3 separate regions of the Mus musculus genome follow, and all the other regions are linked to region 3. The links are chromatin contacts, called in public ChIA-PET and HiChIP or PLAC-seq maps. All regions are on one chromosome and are shown on one strand. The core of a region is the stretch at or near the end of the contact, and the rest is flanking DNA. Distances in the headings are between cores, read along the strand shown. Region 1 has its middle 32 kb from the start of Gm33273. Region 2 has its middle 62 kb from the start of Gm33273. Region 3 overlaps Zfp704 (zinc finger protein 704).

Region 1 (2,780 bases), core at 148-2,647, 420 kb before region 3:
ACAGACAGACAGACATACAGAGTACCAAGAGTATCCTGGAGCTTCTTTCATTCAGTTTTCAAAAACACACAGAAGCAAACTTTGAGACCGTGTGTCTTGGTCACTATTCTAGTGATGTAAAGAGACACCATGATCATGGCAACTCTCAGAAAGAAAGGCATTTAATTGGGGCTTGTTTACAGTTTCAGGAGTTTGGTCCATTATCATGGTAGGGAGCATGGTGGCACACATGGAGCCATGGTGCTGGAGAGGCAGTTGAGAGCTCTCCAACTGGATCCACAGGCAGCCATTCTTTTTATTATTAATTTATGTATTTATTCACTTTTCATCCCAATTGCAGCCCCCTCCCTCCTCTCTTCTGAGTCTCATCCTCATACATTTCTCCCTCATTACCGCTCCCATTCTCCTCAGAGAAGGGGAAGCCCCACTTGGGTACCAGCCCACCCTGTGGCAACAAGTGAAAGCAAGTCCAAGCACATCAGATGACATCCTTACACAAACTACCAAGCCCACCTAGCTTATTTTATATTCCATCCTCACACACTTCCATTTCACAGAACAAATCACAACTTAATGAGAGACATATATATATATATGTATATATATATATATATGCTTTCTAATAAAACTATCACTCCCATAAAACAACAACTGAGAAACCATGCAGGATTTGCACACGCGTTTCCTCTCAACTTCTGCTCCTGCTCATCCAGGCTCAGATTAGCCTGAAGATAAATTTTTGATCAATTACAAGGGTGATGAAAGAAATTGGCCTGATTATAAGATCAGTGTAAAACTCAGCTAAGCAAGGGCACGCATAGTGTCGGAAGAAACTCAGGTCATCAAGGGTCACCTCCATGGTGGCAGGAGTCTGGGAGAGGTAGATCCAGTCAGTTCCAGAAAGGAATTAACCTGATCCCTAAGCAGCATGTGTGGTGACAAGTGCAGAGGTGAGGCTGAGGCCCAGGTGGCAGCTAGAAGCTTGGCACAAGGAGCTGCTCTCCCGGACTAAGCTTCTCACTTAATGAGCTGCTCTCCCGGACTAAGCTTCTCACTTAATAAGCTGCTCTCCCAGGCTAAGCTTCTCACTTAACTGAGTGAACTTACTAAAGCTTTTCCTGCTTTTCAGGTTTGAGTCCAGAGGTGCAAGGGGCAACAGAAAACAAAACGTGGCTTTCTGCACAAGCCCTTCTTTTCAGAAAATTAGTTCCTGACTTTTGAAATAGTCCCCTAAACTCCAAGTCCCCTAAACGCCAAGTCCCAAACATCACAGCACCTGGAGGAGCCAAGAGTACTCAAAAAGCCTTTCAGAAAATATGCACAGGAAATCAGTAGCAATCACACACAGGAAAGGCGCGGCTCCGTGTGAATTTGATGCTGATTTGATTTTTTTTTTTTTGCAACTCGACAGAAGCTAGCTTGATCTAGGAAGTGGGAACATCCGTTGAGAAAAGGCCTCCATAAGCTTGACTTGCAGACAAGTCTGCAGGGCCTTTAATCATTAATGATTTTTATGGAAGGATCCAACCCACTGTGGGTGGTGCCACCCTTGGGCAGATGGTCCTGGAGTGTATCAAAGAGCAGGCTGACAAACACTGTATGGAAGTCGGGGATTCTTATGGAAGAGTTGGGGGAAGGATTGAAGGCCCTGAATGGGATAGGAACTCTACAGGAAGACCAACAGAGTCAACTAATCTAGATCTTTGGAGCTCTCAGAGACTGAGCCACCAACCAAAGAATATACCCAGGCTGGAACGAGGTCCCTGGCACGTATGTAACAGACATGCAGTTCAGTGTCCATGTGGTGCCTCCAACAACTGGAGTGGAGGCTGTCCCTAAAGCTATAGCCTGACTGTGGAATCTGTTCCCCGACAGGGCTGCCTCGTTGGCCTCAGTGGGAGAGGATATATCTAATCTCGCAGAGACTTGATCCACCAGGGTGGTGGGATACCCAGGGTGGGGCCATCCTCTCCAGAGGAGAAGGGGAGGGTTTTGTGGGGAAGGACTCCGTGAGGGGGAAATCCTATGGAAGCAGAGTGTGGGATGTAAATAAGAAAGTAAATAAATAAATAAATTTAAACGAGTGCAAGCCGAGGGAAGCAAGCCAGTGAGAACCAGTGCCTCCACTTCAGCTCCTGCCTCAGCAACTGACTATAACAGAGACTGTGAGATAAAATGAACTGCTTTAACACAGCGACAGAAAGCAAACCAGAACACGGCTGGCTCGGTGGCTCGGTGGCTCGGTGGTTAAGAGCATGCACTACGCTTGCAGGGGACCCAAGACCAACTTCCAGCACCCATATTGGAAAGCTCACATACACTTGTAATACCAACTCCAGGGTATATGACATGCTCTTCTGGCCTCTACGACACCTGCGTTCATACGCACATACCAATACATATAATTTTAGGAAATGATTTTAAGAAAAGGAAATAAGTCTTAAGTATAAAATAAAATGTAGTTTACTGCTGAAGCCCCAGTGCCAGTACATACCATTCCTATCAACAGAAATCAATGCGACGATTGCAAAGTCAGCATCCTCACAGATGGACTAAGTTCATATTTTCTATACTTCCATTATCCTGAATCTGGACGTGACTGAAAATACATCCAAATTAATGTCCAACATGCTGCAGCTTACGATGTGGTTATAGACTCCTCAGGGAACAGAATTAAACCATCGAACCCATCTTCTGTGTCCAGGGTGAAAGGTTAATGGGCTGACTAAGATGCTAAACAAATTACAAAGCAATGTCCCTTGGAGGGAGAGATGAGGAAA
Region 2 (2,950 bases), core at 130-2,629, 450 kb before region 3:
CTGCTCAGAAGCAGCTATTGTGAGCATGCAAGTCCAGCGAGGCTTAAAAATATGTCAAACTTCAATATCACTTGAGAAGGGGAAGTGGCTTCTTTATGTTTTAGTAATCTTTAGGTGTTTCTTAATGACTATTATTATTATTATTATTATTATTATTATTATTATTATTATAGCATTACTTTTAGGTATCAAATCTACCAATTCAACCTACCAGGCCAGTTTAGTCTGGCCTTCTCATGATGCACTGTGGCAGGATGGTTGCAAATGCAAGGCCTGGTTCAGCTACATGTGAGGTCCTGTCTCTAAAATCATTTTTCCCTCTCAGCTTTGATGAGACCTGTGTTGTGTGAAGTCTTTGTGTCAGGCATTGTGATGATAGAGTATATGAGGGTAACACTCAATGTCTCATGACAGGCATTTCACACTCCGGGTCTGCATCAGCCTGCATCCCACCCAATCCTCACCGACAGCCTGACCATGTCAAATGCTCTAACACACAGCACAGAAAAGGACTATGCAGGATTGAAGTCTGCTTGACAGCACTGGAGAAGTGTGTACAGGAAGCCGACACCTAGCTGGATATAAAGACTGAGGTTCTGTAAGTGGGAGAAAGAAGGCGCACACTAGCATGCACATATCGAGTGTTCTGCTGGGATGGAGTCGCTCTCTATGAGGTGGGGAACAGCTTGGCTTGAGGCAAGTGTCACGGAGATCATGCATGTGTTGGCGCTGTGCATAGAGAGCCTAAATAAACTTGATTTTCATCCAAGCATTCAGTATTATAGACATCATTTATTAAAAATCATTCATATTTTCATAACTTGATTTCTCATGCCTCAGCCAAAGACGTGCATTTTGAGAATAAAAATTATAAATATAATCACATCACTGTCAGGAAATCTGCTAAGTGTTTCCCATGTGTGAAGCACAGGTGCCTCATGAGAACCATGCAATAGCTCCTTATCGTCATTATACAGTTCAGCTAGCCGACATGGAGCAATATTCTATAGCTTCTCCAAAGTCACATGTGTGAGGAGGTGAAACAAATTCCACAATGTTAAGTGCAGACTTAATTCTCACCCTGTGGGCAGGCCAAGCCAGGGAGTGCCTCAACTACTTGTAGTTAATCAACTGTGCCACTAGATGGCAGAACCAGTCCAATTTGGAGAGCGCTCTGCCTGGGTGTGGCCGTGGCACTTAGCAATGGCTAGAAATGGCTGTCACTTTCAAGTTTAGTAGATCCGAGTCTGAAATAATATCCTTCCTAAGTAATTAAATTTTGCATAGAAATGTTTTTATTTGAAGTCAAGCCTTACACACATTCAAAGTAATTGTCCATGAAAGAAAATTGAAGGGATCCATATTTGGATCGCCATTTCGCCCTTCACAGGGAGAGTTGTAATCCTAGCGAAGAAAACAAAAGATATCTCTGGTCTCTAGTGGCCACAGCACTCTCCACTCCATCTGCTCCAGTAAATCTGGGATGGTTTGCCTTGGGGCGTGTCTTCTTGGGGGTCTTGACTTTGACCACGCCTCTTATCGTGTTGGATCTGCAGATACTGTACTTATATTAGACTAAATAGGTACAAATATCTTACAGGAAGACACACAGCTGTGCAGGGCCTGATTTTGCCCTGTTGTCTTGTGATTCAGTTCTTCAAGTGAGTTAAGGTAAATCTCACCAAACTTTGCTCTAATATCACAGATCTACATCTCATTCACAGCACTGATGCCTAAAATTTCTCTGCTAGAATTATCTTCCACCTTGCTAGCTAGTTGTTCCCATCAACCTGAACAAGCTAGTGTCGTTTTGGAAGAGGGAACCTCAACTGAGAAAATGTCCCGACCAGATTAGCCTGAGGTACGTTTTCTTGATTGATGATCGATGCGAGAGAGCCCAGCTAACTATGAGTAGTGCCAGCGCTGGCCTGGCGGTCCTGGGTGCTACAAGAAAGCAGGCTGAGCAAGTCATACGGAGCAAGCCAGTAAGCAACACCACTCCACAGTTTGTGCATCAGCTCTGGTCTCCAAGTTCCTGGCCTGACTTCCCGCAACAATGGAGTGACTTCAGAAGTAAAAGATGAAATAAATCCTTTCCAACCCAATTTATTCATGGTCATGTTCTATCACAGCAATAGAAATCCAAGCCACCCATCCTACTGAATGCCACAGATACTCTACAGGACTACTTCCAGTAGCCCTGGCTAAGACATGGCTCTAACCAAATTGCTACACAGTGGGGCCTTTGTGAAAATGGAAAGTTCACGACAGGGACACAGTGGCAACATGCATCAGGCTGAGTCACGTCGAGTTCAGGTCACAACATAGCCACAGGAACCATGAGAATCCTTGGCTAAGCGTTTCTTTTCCTCAGAAAGACTGTGACTCTGCACTCTCTCCCGCCCCAGGCCAACTCCCCAGCCTTGGTTAACAGAACAACAGCAGCAAGGACAACAACAAAAAATCCCAAGCAGAAAACAAGCTATCAGTGAATACAAAGAGGAACTTGTAATTGCAAAAAATATAAAAATGTGACATGAGAAGCATTCAGAGCCTCGTTGAATAAAGAGTAGCGTTTGTCACCCATTGTCAAGGCTCTGTCTTAAGATTTTGTTGACTGTACTCTGATGTCATGCTAATGTATGTAAAAGAATAATTGTGGTTTTGCAATGTTGCATCCTTGAGTGGCACACAGTAACAATATGTGATACTTAAGTACTAAGCCATAGCGTGGACAGCAAGGACATCAAGTGTTTTCATGAAGTAGCAGAACTGTGACCTGCTATGTTAGGTGCAGCTCGTCATGAAGACGGAGACTCAGGAAGTGGATCCCACCTTCACCTCCATCATGGTGTCTGGGCTTTTCAGAATGAGCGTACCGTGTTTTCCCAGCTACTTGCTCGTGTTCAATGAACTATTCCTATGCATTCCACGCAAAAATGTTTCTCAC
Region 3 (2,700 bases), core at 139-2,638:
AGTGTCCTGTCTGTAAGGTATGGGCAGTTATGGAAAGGCCCGTGCTACAGTGTCCCGTCTGTAAGGTATGGGCAGGTATGGAAAGGCCCGTGCTACAGTGTCCCGTCTGTAAGGTATGGGCAGGTATGGAAAGACCCGTGCTACAGTGTCCCGTCTGTAAGGTATGGGCAGTTATGGAAAGACCCGTGCTACAGTGTCCCGTCTGTAAGGTATGGGCAGGTATGGAAAGACCCGTGCTACAGTGTCCTGTCTGTAAGGTATGGGCAGTTATGGAAAGGCCCGTGCTACAGTGTCCCGTCTGTAAGGTATGGGCAGGTATGGAAAGGCCCGTGCTACAGTGTCCCGTCTGTAAGGTATGGGCAGGTATGGAAAGACCCGTGCTACAGTGTCCCGTCTGTAAGGTATGGGCAGTTATGGAAAGACCCGTGCTACAGTGTCCCGTCTGTAAGGTATGGGCAGGTATGGAAAGACCCGTGCTACAGTGTCCTGTCTGTAAGGTATGGGCAGGTATGGAAAGGCCCGTGCTACAGTGTCCCGTCTGTAAGGTATGGGCAGGTATGGAAAGGCCCGTGCTACAGTGTCCCGTCTGTAAGGTATGGGCAGGTATGGAAAGGCCCGTGCTACAGTGTCCCATCTGTAAGGTATGGGCAGGTATGGAAAGGCCCGTGCTACAGTGTCCCGTCTGTAAGGTATGGGCAGTTATGGAAAGGCCCGTGCTACAGTGTCCCGTCTGTAAGGTATGGGCAGTTATGGAAAGGCCCGTGCTACAGTGTCCCGTCTGTAAGGTATGGACAGGTATGGAAAGGCCCGTTCTCCTTCTTTGCCTAAGCAAAGGATTAAGTTAGATAATAGATGTTTAGCATTTCGCACAGCTCCCAGCTTAAAGCAAATGCTACATGAGCGCCATGGACGACTTCCGTCCCCAGAACACTAGAAACTGGGAACACTAAAGAGGTGGAGGCAGGAGGATTTCAAGGTCATCTGCTGCCACATAGAAAGTTTGAAGCCGGCATTGGGTTCACAGAGACCCCTGTCCCCACACAGAGGAGATGTACGTAAATAATGATCAGTACTGGTTCTTGATACTATGGTGTGGTAATGTTTTATACTCTTGGCATAAAAGTCTTTGAAGAACACTGTACTTGGACTTTTTAGCCTGTAAGTACAGCATTTGTGAGTTGCTTACTGATAGGCTGGGAGCTGATAGTAAGGCAGGCGATGTATTATGCATCCCACAGCACACTGAAATAAAATGCCATTTCCTTAGGAACAGCTAGAAATACTGGTGCTAATTTTTCCTGTGCTCAGGAAAAGCAAGCACGCTGTGCGCAGCTGCAGTAGGCTAGAGAGCCCTCCAGAAACATGATGTCATCCTAATCTGTGCCGCCAAGGGATGAGCTCATCCAGGCGGGGCCTCTCGGGGCTGCAGCTGTGCCAGCTCCTGACTTGTGATGCTCCTCTTACAGGCTTGCTCACCCTCCCTCCCCTACCCTCCCCTACACCACCCCTGCCTGCTGTGCCAAAGAGACACTGAAGGATGAATTATTTAAGACCCAAGGTGAACTCCTGCCAAAGATAACCAGGCTTCAGAAAGCACTCAAAAAGGAAAATAGAACTGCATGGGCTTTTTTTTTTAATTAGATATTTTCTTTATTTACATTTCAAATGTTATCCCCTTTCCTAGTTTCCCCTCTGAAAATCCCGTTCCCCCCTCCCCCTTCTCCCCAACCCACCCACTCGGTTCCTGGTCCTGGCATTCCCCTATATTGGGGTATAGAGCCTTCGCAGGACAAAGGGCCACTCACTCCTCTCATTGATGGTCTTATAAAGGAAAGAACTAAGCAGTTTGTAGAACTGTCGTCAGTGAGAGGACAATGGTGTTGGTTCTCTCTGCCTCTGCTTGCTCTAGGAGCAGTCTGTCCCTCTTCTACTTAAATAATGGCTGAATCTGTGACCGAGTTCAGTGCTGGAACTGAGCCCGCACAGACCTGACCCTGAGCCCCATGGCTGTGGCAGTGACAGCCAAGCAGCTTCCTACACTTTTCCCATTGTACACTGCGGTGACCTTGATTTATGCGCCAGTCGTCCTACATGTCAGCAGTGTAGGTCACCATGGGAGCAGGTACTCTATGTGACCATGGAAACTGTCACCTCTGCAGACCTTAGTTTCTCTATCTATAAAGTAGGGTAATGCAGCCAAGCCTAGATCTGGAGGTGACTGAGCAGGAAGTGAAGACTGGGTGGCTGTCACTGAGCATGGTGCCCGGCCCACACCCTGTCCTGAAGCAACCAGTGCTCATTAATCCAATACCCATATTCTCAACTGCTGGGGGCGGGTGGGGGAGGGCATTAAAAGGAGTGTGTAAAGCTGTCATATTGTATATTTCTGAGAAAATTATTTACACATAATGTTGAATGTTTAGGATGGCGTCATATCATTCTGTGGCACACAGGGTCATTCAGAAGCCAGCCTTTCTGATAGAGCTTTCTGGTTCCTCTCCTGACAGTGTCTCCTGTAACAACAGTTCCCCCTCCCCATAAAAAAGTCTGTTTTGTTTTAGATTTCGTGGAAATGTTGAGTAGCCGCAGAGGGAACTCCCACACCTACCGTCCCTCTGCAGCAGCAGCAGCAGCTTCTGGCAGATTTTCATCTGCTTCCCTTTTTTAAGTGCAGTATTTTAAGAGCAGATTCCAGACATT

Evidence for each region. ChIA-PET counts read pairs in DNA pulled down with a chosen protein or histone mark. HiChIP or PLAC-seq counts read pairs in DNA pulled down with a chosen protein or histone mark.
Region 1: a contact with region 3 is called in an RNA polymerase II ChIA-PET map of memory CD8 T cells, with 6 read pairs. The contact joins two enhancer-like sites.
Region 2: a contact with region 3 is called in an H3K4me3 HiChIP or PLAC-seq map of bone marrow-derived macrophages, with 6 times the contacts expected there. The contact joins two enhancer-like sites.

What each region holds. Positions count from the first base shown.
Region 1 is chr3:9,915,513-9,918,292 of GRCm38.p6, reverse strand. No RefSeq gene overlaps it. Among named protein-coding and RNA genes, the nearest start is that of Gm33273, 32 kb to the right of the region's middle. Within about 2 kb of position 1,397, at least 11 of the 459 cell types and tissues checked have an H3K27ac peak or open chromatin away from gene starts, as enhancers often do. A contact at or near this core is called in memory CD8 T cells, where this site is marked.
Region 2 is chr3:9,946,065-9,949,014 of GRCm38.p6, reverse strand. No RefSeq gene overlaps it. Among named protein-coding and RNA genes, the nearest start is that of Gm33273, 62 kb to the right of the region's middle. Within about 2 kb of position 1,379, at least 27 of the 459 cell types and tissues checked have an H3K27ac peak or open chromatin away from gene starts, as enhancers often do. A contact at or near this core is called in bone marrow-derived macrophages, where this site is marked.
Region 3 is chr3:9,499,594-9,502,293 of GRCm38.p6, reverse strand. The region is part of intron 2 of Zfp704 (zinc finger protein 704); the gene reads left to right. Among named protein-coding and RNA genes, the nearest start is that of C030034L19Rik, 98 kb to the right of the region's middle. Within about 2 kb of position 1,388, at least 304 of the 459 cell types and tissues checked have an H3K27ac peak or open chromatin away from gene starts, as enhancers often do. A contact at or near this core is called in bone marrow-derived macrophages and memory CD8 T cells, where this site is marked.